Linked DNA regions of Bos taurus: region 2 is linked to region 1. A link is a contact called in public Hi-C data. All regions are on one chromosome and are shown on one strand. Each heading gives the region's core, a stretch centred on a gene start, on an enhancer-like site or on the middle of the called end of the contact. The rest is flanking DNA. Distances are from core to core; before and after follow the strand shown.

Region 1 (6,496 bases), core at 1,211-3,710:
CGCCCGCCCGCTCCCACACTTGGTTCTACCGCCCTGACGTGAACCAGGAGATCAACCTCCTTCGCCGCCGAGGGCTCAGTGGTGGAGGGCGGGGGAAAGCCAGCGGCCGGCAGGAGCGGTGTTGGGGCGCCCTCCAGCGGCTGCGGCAGGAACGACGGCAGACCTGTGGACCCGAAGAGCAGGCGGGGGTGGGTGGGGGTGGGGGTGGGGCGCACCGGTTGTAGGGGATCCAGCCTGGATCCAGCCTGGGGACCCTCTCGGCGCCCCGTATTCTTGATTGGATCTCAGATAACTTGGGAACCAAAAAGGGAGCTGCCCCGTGAGGCACTCTGCTCCTCACAGCACTCTGCTCCTCACAGCTCACCAAGTGAGGTGAAGAGTAGCACACACACCAGGTAAAGCATCGGGGTATTAGCCACCCCCACCTCCCCAGGAGTAATCAATACCTCCAAACTCAAATCCTGCCACACCCAGGCCCAGAGCACTTTGAGAGCAGAGAAGGCAGATACTGTTTCGAATATAACTCGCATACTCCATACAATTTGCCCCTTTAAAGTGTACAATTCCATAGTTTGGGGATGTTGCATCATTAATTTTTTAAATTGTGGTAAATATATATAACAAGATCTGTCATTTTAAAACCATTATCAAGTATACAGGTCAATGGCATTTAGTACATTCTCAGTGTTCAGTAACCACCACCACTATCCATTTCCTGAGCTTTTGCATTATCCCAGAGAGAAACTCTGTACCAACCAAGCAGTAACTCTTCATTCTTCCCTATCTCATAACCTCTAATCTACTGTCTGTCTCCCTGAATTTGCCAAGGTTAGGTGTTTCATGTAAATGAAGTCATACAATACTTGTGCTTTTCCCTGATGGCTCAAATGGTAAAGACTCTGCCTGCAATGCAGGAGACCTAGGTTCGATCCCTGTTCTGGAAGATCCCCTGAAGAAAAGAATGACTGCCCACTCCAATATTCTTGCCTGGAGAATTTCCATGGACAGAGGAGCCTGGTGGGCTACAGTCCATGGGGTCGCAAGGAGTCAAACACAACTGAGCGACTTTCACTTCACTATTCAGTCGGACACGACTGAGCGACTGATCTGAGCTGATCTGATTCAGTATGTCACTTAGCATAGTGTCTTCAATGTCCATCCGTGTTCCAGTGTGTGTCAGAACTTCATTCCTTCTCATGGCTGAGTAGTATTCCTTTATATGGATAAACCATATTATATCCATTCATTTGTTGATGGATCTTTTCCCTACTGTGATAATGTTACAAGATACATTGACTTACAAGTATTTATTTGTTCGAGCCACTGCTCAAGAGGAGTGAGGATGGACTAATTGTTTTAGGTAAGGCTGCACCAGCACTTTATGAGGGCTCAAATTTCTCTACAATCTAACCAACACTTGTTACTTTCATCATCATTAAAAATTTTTTTAAGTAATATTTTCTTCTTTAAAATTATTTATCTTTGGTTGCACTTCATTGCTGCACTCCGGCTTTATCTAGTTCTGGAGAGTGGGGACTACTCTCTACTTGGGTGCATGGGCTTCTCATTGTGGTGACTTCCTCTTATTGCAGAGCATGAGTTCCAGCTAGGGGCATGGGCTTCAGTAGCTGCAGCACAGGGGCTCAATGGCTTATGGCTCTCAGGCCTAGAGTGTGCAGGCTCCAGTAGTTGTAGTATGCAGGCTCTGTAGTTGTGGTGCATGGGCTTAGTTGCTCCTCAGCATGTGGAATCTTCCCGGACCAAGGATCAAACCCATGTCCCCTGCATTGACAGGTAGATTCTTATCCACTGCTCCACCAGTAAGGTCCTAAAGTAATATTTTCAATACAAAACATATCTGTTGAAACTAATTTGTAAGCCAGCTTCCCAGGTGGCTCAGTGGTAAAGAATTCCCCTGCCGATGCCAGTTCAATCCCTGGGTCAAGAAGATTCCCCTGGAGAAGAAAATGTCAGTCCACTCTAATAGTCTTGCCTGGGAAATCTCATAGACAGAGGAGCCTGGCAGATTAAACAATTTATAAGCTACAGAGAAGAAAAAGTTTGTATTCATCTCCAACTCCACCACCTAGAAAAGACCACGGGTAATCTGTGGTGACACTGTTGGTTTTGGGAAATGTCTCGTCTACTAACTTTCTAAGGCCCAGGGCAACTCCCGGCCAGCACTGGGTGGGGCGGGGGCTTCACGTCAGGCCGACTTCGGTTCTGTGCACAGGCCCATTATTTGAGGGGGGCGGGGGTCGACAAGAATCGCGGGCTCACTTCCCTTACTGAAGGGCGGCAGAGGAAGGTTAAAGAGAGACCCCAGGAACCACAGAGCTGGCCCCAATCAGACCCGCCACCCGGGCCCTACTGCCATCGCCCCCGCGGCTGGGCGATCTGGGAGCCGCGCGCCCATTGGCCAAGAGCGCATTCGCTCGGACCAATCACAGAGGCGGTTTCCCGGCGACCAATGCTGGCGCGCTGCAGCGGGCGCACGCGCGCTGAACCATGCGCACGGCCCCGCCCCCGCCGCTCCGGGGTTCGCCGCGGTGAGCCCCTGGGTTCTGGTGGGGTTCTCGTGCCGCGTGCGAACCTGTTCTCCCTCCTGGCTTTAGTCCTGGGGAGCGCGAGCAGGGGGTCCTGCAGATGCGCCGTCCCTCCCTAGTCGTGCAGTCCCCTGCCCTGACCGATGGTCGGTGCTCGCCCGCCCTCTCCGAGGCCCCGCAACCCACGCATCCCCCGGTCCCTTCAACTAGGACCGGGAGGTGAAAGCCCCTATTACTGCACTACTGTCGTTATTGTAAGAGAATAAACGCTTCAATACAAAAGGGAGACTTAGAATTTATGAGATGGCCCCCTCAGAGCCCGTGGACGACATCTGGCTGCGAGAGGGGTCCCTTTTATCCATAGACAAAGGAGCCCCTGGGCCCGCGAGGCCGCAGTGGCGGAGGTCCCTGTCAGCCCTGCGTGCGGTCGTGGGGAGGCCGCACTTGGGAGCGGCGAGGGCTCTCGGTGGCCGATCGCGTCCCAGAACCCCCGTCCCGACTTCAGGCTGGCCTTCCCCCACCCCCGCGTCGGGTTTCCCCTCCCTCCCCTCCCCTCCCCTCCTCTCCCTCCCCTCCCGCCCTTTCTCCATTCTCCCCTCCTCCCTTTCCTCCCTTCTCTCCGCCCTTCTCCCTCCCCTCCCCCTACCCCGCAGCAGAGCGGCAAGGTTAAAAGAAAAGGCTTCAGGAGAATTTTCATTAAGTCATCTCTGCTTCGGGGAATAACTAATAGAATCAAGGGCGGCCGCGACCCCGCCCCTCTCCTAGGGAGATAACTTATCCTGGGTTCTGAAGGGCCTTCGGGGGATCAGGGCTCTTCCTGGACAGAATCTTGTCCCTTCCCTGGGGAGCCTGGCCCCTGGAAGACCCCCGCCCCCTCCCTACCCGTCCGGCTGGATCGCTCAGCGGGACCGACGGAGGGTGCTGCTGCTTCCGCCCCAGGCCAGCGCAGGTGGCCGAGGCGGAGCTCTGCACAAAGGCCGCGGGGATCGAAAGCCTCAGCCCCTCGCATGTGACCGACCCCTAGTAGACCGAGATTGAGGCCCCAGGGCAGCCCCCAAGAGGCAGGCCAGGCCCGCAGCACCTCCAGAAAGGAGAAGGGGCTGAGTGAGAGGGCTGGTGAGCAGGTGCTGTCCCCCACTCCCTCCTGGGAACAGGCAGGGCTAGCAGCACCTCGCCCCTGTGCACAGTGCCCCCCACCCCCCAGCTGCAGGGACATGTGACTGGGTAAAACCCATCACCGCCATCTCCCTACCCTTCCTGTCACCAGGCCTGGGCCTTTGCTCCCCAAGAGCTTCCTGGGTATGGATCAGAAACCCCAACTCCCAGAGAGTAGGGAGAACAGAGCAGACCAGGAGGTCCTCCCAAGGGCCTGTGGACCCAGCGCTGGGTGTGATCTGCCTCAATATCCTTAGAACCCTGTAAGTCACTGTTTCCAGCTGTCTACTCAGCCCTGAGCGAACCCGCTGCCCTGATCATCTTAACTCCCTGCTGAGTCCACCAGCATCTCATAACCCCAGATTCCAGATAGCTTCTCCTATAGTTCCTGGAATTCACCCAGACCTGCACTCCCCCCCGGGGCCTTCGCATTATCCATCTCTCTTTACCCCTCCATCTATCTCCTCCTTTTAATCTTTGTTCAAATGTTGTCTTCTCAGAGGGCTCTCCTCTAACCCCCTTAAAATTTTCACCTCCGCCCCAGTCCCCGTGCCCTCCGTCCCAGTTCCAGCTTTGCTTCTCTATAGCTAGCGTCCGCCTCCAATGCAAAGCAGTTTCCTTGTTTTAAGAGTCTGTTTCCCCCTACTAGGATGTGAGTTCTTTCTGCCATTATGTTTCCGACTATATCCTGCCTGGCCCCCAGGAGGCCTTCTCTAAGTATTTGTTGACAATAAAATAGTGAATATAAATCCAAAAAATCTGCAGACCACCTTTCAGATCAAGGCTGACCCTCCTCCCAGCTACACACCAGAGCTGTGGCAATAGGCCAGGCCACTGTGTATAACATACACGAAGAAACATTAGCGATAACATTCTCAACACAGCAGAGAGTCTTTATTAACCATAGAGGAGAAACAGCAGTACTTCAATAGAAAATAGGCAATAGTTATGATAAAGACATTCCACGAAGGCCCCAAACAAATGAAAAGACGCTTCAACCCTCCAAAAATTAGACATGCACATTCAAACAGCCAGGAGGTGTCATTTTTCACCTACCAGACTGGCAAACATTTCAGCATTTCAGGGTGGTCGTAGCTGGTGTTGGTAGGATGTGGGGGTAGGGGGAAGGATAGGGGGTGGGGGAAGCCCACAGTAGGAAGGAGGAGGAAGGAGCTGTGCTCAGGCCCCAAAGAGTAACCGCACAGGAGAGTCTGGCCTGGCCCCAGGGTAGCCAGTGAGACCTTCCCCAGGACGGAAGGGCGCCCACCCCTTACTCCTTCTCATCTCTTCCCTGGTGGCATTGTATTTGATGTTCCCAGACACGAGCTAGAAGGACACACGCCTCTTGGCCTGGCCAGTAGATGCCAAGACTGAGCGTTGGCTGTGTTCACAACCTCAGTGAAGGGGCCCCCGGGCACCCTGTGGTTGGTGCAAGGCTGCCAGAACAGCCCCAGAAATGCTTATTAAAGAGCCAATAAATCACACGGCTCCATCCACCTCCCCACCCTCTCCCTTCCATGTTGCTGCCTGACTTTTTTTATATTGATGCATTTAATTTATCTTTAAAAATGAGCCAGACTGCTTGTTTGACTTCCACAGGGGCCTCGTGGGGCAGAGAACAGACAAATTATCTCCTGACCCCGCTGTCTGATGTCAGGGGTCCCCGGCACTGAAGGCCCCGTTCCCTTCTCCTTCATGCTCCTCGCTTGGGCTCTGGGCCACTCCCCCTGCTTTGACATCACAGCCAGTGCGGTCCTTGGCAGCTGGCTTGTTCCCCCATAGCTGTGGACACCTATAGAGTTCAGGAGACCCCTGCCAGGTGGCAGGCCTGGCCCAGGCCTCTCTGGTCCATGCCTCCCAGGGATATGGGAACTCCGGGCTGGGGAAGGGCTGGTGAGTGCTGACCCCTCCTTGGGCCTGACAAGGCTGCAGGGACACTTTGGATTATTCCTTTGCCTGAATCATCAAGACAGACTAGATCCATGAGCATCACAAAAAGGGATTAATTTTCAACCAATGAATATTTTCAGCAAAAAGAAATCTGGAGAAGGAATTCAAGGAAATTCTTTGTCAACGCTGGACAGGCTGAGGCCATCTGAGCCTGTAGAATGTCCCAAGAAAGGATTCCGGAAGAATGCCAGCAGAAAAGCCTCAACCTGTTTCAGGTGGACTTAAGGCATCTTAAGAATAAAGCTGGCTAGTTAGCTTTTTACATAAATACATAGGAATTCCCTGTGGTCCAGTGGTTAGGACTCCACACTTCCACTGGGGAACTAAGATCCCACAAGCTGCGTGGTGTGGCCAAAACAAAACAAAACAAAACTCACAGATGGGCAAACACTCGACAGCAGCCGTGACTGCCTCCAAGGTGACCCCATGGCCCCACCTCCAGGTCCTCAAGCCCCCAGCCCCCCTCAGACTGGACCAGGGCAGGTCTGGCAGTCAGCAGAGGAGGACAGAGCAACAGCACTTCTGAGAGCAGGTTGTGAGACCACGGCTCTCTCCATCACCTCCTCCTCCCAGCAAGGAACACAGATTCCTGCCAACAGCCACGTGAGCTGTTGGCAGTACCCATTGAGTCTTCAGAAACCATGGTCCCAGACCACAGCTTGACCACAACCTTGTGGGAGACCCTGAGTTAGGACCACCCAAGAAGGCTGCTTCCTGACCTTCGGATATGGTTGTTTTAAGATGCCAAGTTTTGGGACAGTTGGTTACCCAAGAGAGAGGACGCACCTGCCCCCAAAAGCAGCAGACAGTACAGACAGCCTGGCATCCTTAATGAGTTGGTTATG
Region 2 (6,496 bases), core at 1,518-4,017, 79 kb before region 1:
TAATCCGGAACCCAGATTCCAAACGTCCGGAGGCGAGAAGCACCCTGCTGGGGGTCAGGACTCCGAGGGCTACGGGAAGCTGGCGGGACCCCTGGGCGTGCGGAACAGGCAGTCTCAGCGTGCCAGGTCACCGGTTCCGAGGAGGCGGTGCGAGGCCGGTGTGCTCCGGGACCGGGACTGCACAGCTAGCCGCTCCCAGCCCTAGCTCCGGCTGCTCCTGGCCCTGCGCTGGATCCGGGAGCCATGGCCGCCTCTCCCGCCCGCCCACCCTTCCGAGGACGCGATTTCTCCGCAGCCGGGCCGGGCTCAGGCTGGCTTTGCACGGTGTGCATAGGAAGCCGGCCGCCCCCGCAAGCACCCGCTGGGGCAGGACTTGGAGGAACCCGTCCCCTCAACTCGCTCCGGAGCCGATGCTTTGACTTCTTCCTCCGGAAGCCACGGCCCAAGCCCGGAGGTCTGCGCCAGAACCGTCCCCCCCACCCCACGCCCCGCATTGGCGGCTGCGCCCAACCCGCGCCGGCACCCCTCCTCTGGCCCGCACCCGGGACCTAATTCAATCGCCCCCGGCCTAATGAATAGCCGTGCGCTAATCGGATCTCCGAGCACTTTATGGATTTATACGTGCCGCCTCCTCTCCGGCTGCAGACGCGCGCCACCCCGGTGGCTTCCGAAGGCACGGGCTTCAGGACTGGCCAGGGAGGGGCTCAGGCCGTGGGGGACAGGGGTCCACGTCACCTGGCAGGGGTGTCGCTGGAGCCGGGACTCAGGACCGCGCCGGCCGAGTCCTGCGTCCTAGGCCCGGGCCGCGGAGCTAGGCGCTTACCTGCCAGCCCCGGACTCTCCGGAGCTGCCCGGCCGCGCTGCCCAAAGCGGGCTCCCAGTTCCGGAGCCCCGCCCGCGGCCCAAGCCCCTACCCAGGTCAGAGATGCCCGCGGGGGAAGGCCGGCCGGAGCCGCGCGCCCGGCTTCCCCTTTCTCTCTGGATTCCTTTGATCCGCAGGCTCTTCGCCGCACCTCGGCTCCAAGGCTGCCAGGGTCGGCCCGCGGGGGTCCTGGAAACGGTCCCCAGCTTATCTCCTTTCATCAAGCGGCCTGGGGCCGCCTTGAAACCGCGGAGCCAGTAATTGCTTTTTTCAGGAGGCCCTGTGCGGACTGGACAACAGCCAATCAGCGCCTTGTTTACACTCGGTGATTGACAGCCTGCTGGCCGAGTGCCAGCCAATCCTGGCGGTCCCCAGGGAGCGGGCGGGGGGGCGGGGAAAGAAAGGTGACAACAGAAGGCCTCTGGCTTAACCCGTTCCTGTCCCTACCGGTGGAGAAGGAAATGGCAACCCACTCCAGTATTCTTGCCTAGAGAATCCTGTGGACGGAGGAGCCTGGTGGGCTGTGTCCATAGGGTCGCACAGAGTCGGACACGACTGAAGCGACTTAGCATGGCATGCATGCATTGGAGAAGGAAATGGCAACCCACTCCAGTATTCTTGCCTGGAGAATCCCAGAAAGAGGAGCCTGGTGGGCTGCCGTCTATGGGGTCGCACAGAGTCGGACACGACTGAAGTGACTTAGCAGCGGCGACGGCAGCGGCGGTCCCTACCGGAATGAGCCGGTGGATAATTTCTACCGCGCGTGACTGAGGTGGTTGGCATCTAGTTTAAATACCATTTTTGTCCCCCCTGAGGGGGAAGCAGAGCTGCACCTGGAGGAGTAAAAATAATGTATCCATCGCCACTAAGACATAGACTTGACTCCCGAGCATAAATAGGATCGTTGGGAAACCAAACTCTAACAGAAATATTTGGAGAATAACCTAAAAAGTAGTTTGCATCTGATTACGATGAAGATATTTGTTTAGTGGCTTTTTTATTTAGGGCAAGAATTTAGCAGATATGCAGGAGAGTGACATTGAAAAATACTGCGCATGGTTTGCACACTGTGGGTATCAAGGTGAACGTATTTTTAAAATCTAGTTGCAGATGAAGAAAGGGCAATCTTTGTCATGGCATTAAATCCCCGATTTTCATTTTCATCAGTGCTCCGTTGCAAAAATATAGCCAAGGGGAATAAAAACTGAGGGACGGCAGATACGTGGCCAGAGACACAAGAACTTCTCCCCAGATTCTGATCCCTGGGGCAAGAGGAGGAGAGGACAAGGCCGGTGACTCAAGAGTCTGTGGTACCCAGACTTCGAGAGTGCAGGCATTCCTGAGCTTGGTCAGAGCAGGTGGAGGCCTCGAAGTGGTAGTAGGGCCAGGCAACCCGAGGAGGCCTCTATGCTTGGATCTCGGGCCTACCTGTGCGGGGTTTAGCCACCTGCCAGACATCCCAAGTATTTTAAAAAGCATCTGCTTCAACGCGTGTTGCTGTATCATCTGGCCTCTGTGCACCGGACGCCAAACGTTAGACCTGCTGGGTTAAATTAAAAAAAAAAAAAAAAGCAAAAGCCTTCCCCTCGGCGTGGATAAGCGCTCCCACTCGCCCCTGCTCCCTCTCCCGCCCTGCGCCAACACATTCCCATTCAGCAGCAACGATCTGCGCAAAGGAGCTGCGCAGTCGCCGGGCTTGAATTAGGCGCCATCGGGCTTGGTAGTAGCCCTGCTGCTCCCTGATTGGCAGCTCCCTGGCCCGGCGCCAGCCTATTGGGAGGCCTGTTTACGCCGAATGAGTGGCACGAGCTCCCGGCCGCGGAGGGCCGCGCGGCCAATCAGCGCACCGGCTGCTCCGGGCTGAGTGGCACGAGCTTATTAGTATGCAGGGCCCGTGGCTCGCCGCGCCGGGCTGCAGGTTTGAGAGCCGCTCTGGATGGGCTCGCTAGAGTCGTTGTTGTGGAAGCGGTGCATTTACAGTGCAACAGTCAGCACATTGAAAATACCAATAGGAATACAAAACAAAGTCACATTTACTGGTTTAATTGTATTGCATTCAATTGTATCCAGGAAACAACCTCCAGTAAGTAACTGAAATTGCTTTCATTTTTTTTTTGTTTTTGTATTTTTATTATTTTATTTTTATTTTGGCTTTGGGGATTTACAATTTTTTTTTTTTTAGTAAGAGAAATTCAGGGTTGCGATGTTAAGAAGTATATATCTTCCCTTTTTAAAAATCCGTTATAATGTCGAACAGGCTTTTTTTTTTTTAATGGACTATATGTAAGAGCGATTTTTTTTCCCCCTCTGAAAAATCTTATCGATCGGTTTAAAATTCCCCCCGTAATGCGTCCTTGCTTTGCTCTGAGCGCTTGTTGTGTCGATCGACACCCAGTATTAAAAATAAATAATCGCGACAGGACAGGGACCGCCAGGCTGCGTCCGGCGAAAGCCGCGCGGGCCGCTCCGGCTAGACAGTCGGCGAGGTCCCCGACGCAGCCAACGCGCTCCTGGCTTTGGCGGCACCACGAATGAACCCCAATTGTTTGCACCCCCCCCCCCCCCCACGCTGCTCCTCTTCCCCGAGCAGCCTTGGGTCAGCCCCGCCCGGTCGCTCCACGGCTCCGGGAACCGGCTGGCTCGCGCTGGCCGAGGCGGCCGAGCCGCCTACCAAAGGGTCTTGCCGGCCGCCAGCGGCGTGCGGGGCTAGGGATCGGGCGGAGAGGGGTAACGGCGAGGTTCGTGGGGGTTCGCTTTCCAGAGCCTAATTCATTTCAGGACATTTCAGAAAAAAATTTCCGGGGCGGCTGAGGGTGGAGGAGGGGGCCAAGCGAGGCCAGCGCAAAGTGGCTTTCTCACCGACCGCATTCCGGGCGGCGTGCAGGGCTCAGACCACCACCCCTGAGGCGGCATCTGCGGGCGGGTGCGCCTTGGGGTGCGGGGGCGCGGAGAGGCCACGGGCCTCGGGCCTCTCCTGGCGGGGGTAGGGTGGGTGTCGGGCTCGACCGTTTCGCAGGGAGCGGGTTCTACGGCGGCTTCCGAGCTGCGCCGGGTGTGCGCGGGCCCCAGCCCAGCCTGCGGCCCCCACAGCGCCAGCGCACCGGGAGACGGCGCCGGAGGATGCGGGTGACCGAAGCAAAGGGAGGGTTTTCGCTGTTTAAAACCGAAGTAAAACCGAAGGAGCCGCTCCCACAATCCTGGAGCGCTCGAGCCACGCTCAGAGAGACGGGCGACTCCTGGGATCGCGCCGCGGAGTCCTGGGGAGGACCCGGCATTTCGAGGTTCGACTCTCCAAAATACCCTTGTCAGCGATTTTCCAGCCGGCGCGGGGGCCCCCGGCACGCCACCGCTTTCGCTCGGTGTCCTTTCCGAGTCTGGCCCTACGCGAGCTGCGGTCTCTCTTGGCGCTGGGGGGAGGCCGCTCGGAGCCCTGGGATTCGCGGATGGCGGCGCCTGGGATCCGAGACTCCGGGCCCAGGCGGCGGCGGCCGCGCGTCGCCGCCCCTCTCCCTGCCGGGCTTGTGCTCCGCAGGCCCCCGGGAGCCGCTCTCTGGCGGACTGGGAGGCGCGGCGCGGCCTCTTGCCCGGAGCAAAGAACACAAAGGAAAGCCCCTCTGACCTGGTGAGAATCTCCGCGGCACGGAGGGGCGACAACAACCCATCCCCTTCCGAGTAAACAGTCTGGCGGGCTGGTGGGGAAGGATCGGTCCGGCCCACAGAAGGTGAAGATTAAAGCTGTTGCTGGTAGCCAAGCCCGCGTCCCGAGAATCGAGAGCAACTCCCTTTCTCGACAATTTTGGAATTTCTTATTGGAAAAAAGAAACCCCACAAAACAAAAGCATAGTATAAGCGATTCCCCGGAGGCCGCTGGGAAGCCCCCCACCCCCCGTGCGCGCAGCCGCGGGCCTTCGGCGCCTTTGAAGCCGCAGGTTCTCGACCTCCCTCCCCTCCTTCTTTCCCTTTGTCCCGCCCCGTGCCCCCCGGCTCGCAGCTCGCTGCTGCCCGGAGGCCCTAAGCCCCGCGCGGGCAGCCCCTCCCTCCCCTGACCCCAGCGCGGGCAGCCCCCTCGCCCGGCGCTCTCCCGGTCCTGAGGCCAGGCGTTCGCTCAGTAGGCCCGAGCGGCGGCGAGTCGAGAGATTTGTTAGACCGGGGTAGAGAGCTGACGATCCCTAGAGGGGAGGAAGCCCAAAACCCCTTTGTAGGAAGTTGAGAGACAAAGAGAACTCTTTGTGTAGGTCCCGTTTATTTACAATGCAAAAGCTCTCCGAATAAATATTAAAAAGCTTATCAGCTGAGCAAATATGTATTCGCTTAATACATTATGTTTTCGGTTATAGATTAAATCAAACACAAAACAGTCTGCAAATAAGACGTGTAGAACCTGTAGCATTAAATATAGTAATTTAAAATGGTATTCACAAAATGGAAAACATCTTAATCGCTTTGTTGTCACGGTGGGACGACTAAAAAAAATGCGAAGACTTTATGCAAAGTTCACTGTTAAGAATATTGAGCCTGCCCATCTCCCTTTTGTTCGAAGTGATATGAAACGTTAAAACAATGCAGATTGAGGAAATGAGAGATGTGCAAAATGAAAGAAGTCCACGCGGGCGCACAGCTGTTCAGTTTATGTTGCTTGCTTCGTCGTTTCACACTCAGCGTCTGAAATTGTCCCCAATTTCGCCTCGGAGTGGACTCTCCGCGTTGGGTGGGGGTGGAAGAGAAGGGAGGTGGGGGACATTACAAGTGGCTCAGCCGAGAGGTGGAGGTGGACGACGGAGGCCAGGGGTCCGCTGAGACCTGGGCATTGGCAAAGGCTGCCCTGGGCCGGGCCCGTTGTCCGCGGCCCTACGGCGGAGCCCGACCTCGCAAACCCCACGTCCCCGAGCCGTGCAGAGAACGGCCTTGGCTCAGCGAGCGAGCTGGGGCAGGCGCCGAAGGGAGAAATTCCGTGGCCGATTTGGGGCGTTGAGGAAGAACAATTTCTGACTCTCAAAGAGGCCCTCACCAAAGCCCCAATCCGCAGAGGAAGATCCTGGGCGAATTTCACCGGGGGGCGGGGAGATTGAGCCTCGCTAGGAAGCTCCCGGCTCCCGGCCGGCCGGCCGGGCACTGCGGCGTGGCGGCCCAGGTGACGCCGCCGGCGGACGTAGAGCCCCTGGGGCTCGGGGAGCTGGCCCGGGGTCCAAGCTCGGCATTGCGGGATGGGGGCTTGGTCCTGTTAGGGCTGTGGCGGGGCAGGGGTGGGGGGGAGGAGCGGCGGGTTCAAAAGAATGGACCAAAAGACGCATGAGGGGGATGGGAGAGGGGAGAAAAGGAAGGTTATTAAAAAAAAAAAAAAAAAAACTCTTGAGTTACAATCAATAAAATTACTCGCTTAATTAGCATGGTTATTCGGTTAAGCAGAATGCAGTAAAAGCTGGACCTCGGAATGGAGAGAGAGGGAAAAAGCTAGCGTGGACCCCAGGCCTTTCCTCAGAGACACCTTTGGGCAGCGGGGGAGGGGAGAGGGTGTGCGTGTGCCAGTGTGTGTGTGTGTGTGTGTGTGTGTGTGTGTGTGTATGCGTGATGGCTTCGCAGATTTGGGTTTTTATCACCCAACGGAGCCAGCAGCCTTTCGCCGCGGCGCCCTCG

The links. A called contact is a pair of places that touch in the nucleus more often than the background predicts.
Region 2: a Hi-C map of skeletal muscle shows a contact between it and region 1, with 2.6 times the contacts expected there. The contact joins the promoter of BAHCC1 here to the enhancer-like site in region 1. A contact is called at or near these places in 3 of 11 Hi-C or Micro-C datasets (skeletal muscle, skin fibroblasts and an unstated tissue).

Annotation. Positions count from the first base shown.
Region 1 is chr19:51,278,450-51,284,945 of ARS-UCD2.0, reverse strand. No RefSeq gene overlaps it. Among named protein-coding and RNA genes, the nearest start is that of MIR3533, 21 kb to the right of the region's middle. Within about 2 kb of position 2,460, at least 88 of the 102 cell types and tissues checked have an H3K27ac peak or open chromatin away from gene starts, as enhancers often do. A contact at or near this core is called in skeletal muscle and skin fibroblasts, where this site is marked.
Region 2 is chr19:51,357,772-51,364,267 of ARS-UCD2.0, reverse strand. It overlaps BAHCC1 (BAH domain and coiled-coil containing 1), which reads left to right and starts at 2,767. Exons shown (of 28, transcript XM_059878615.1): 1 at 2,767-6,496.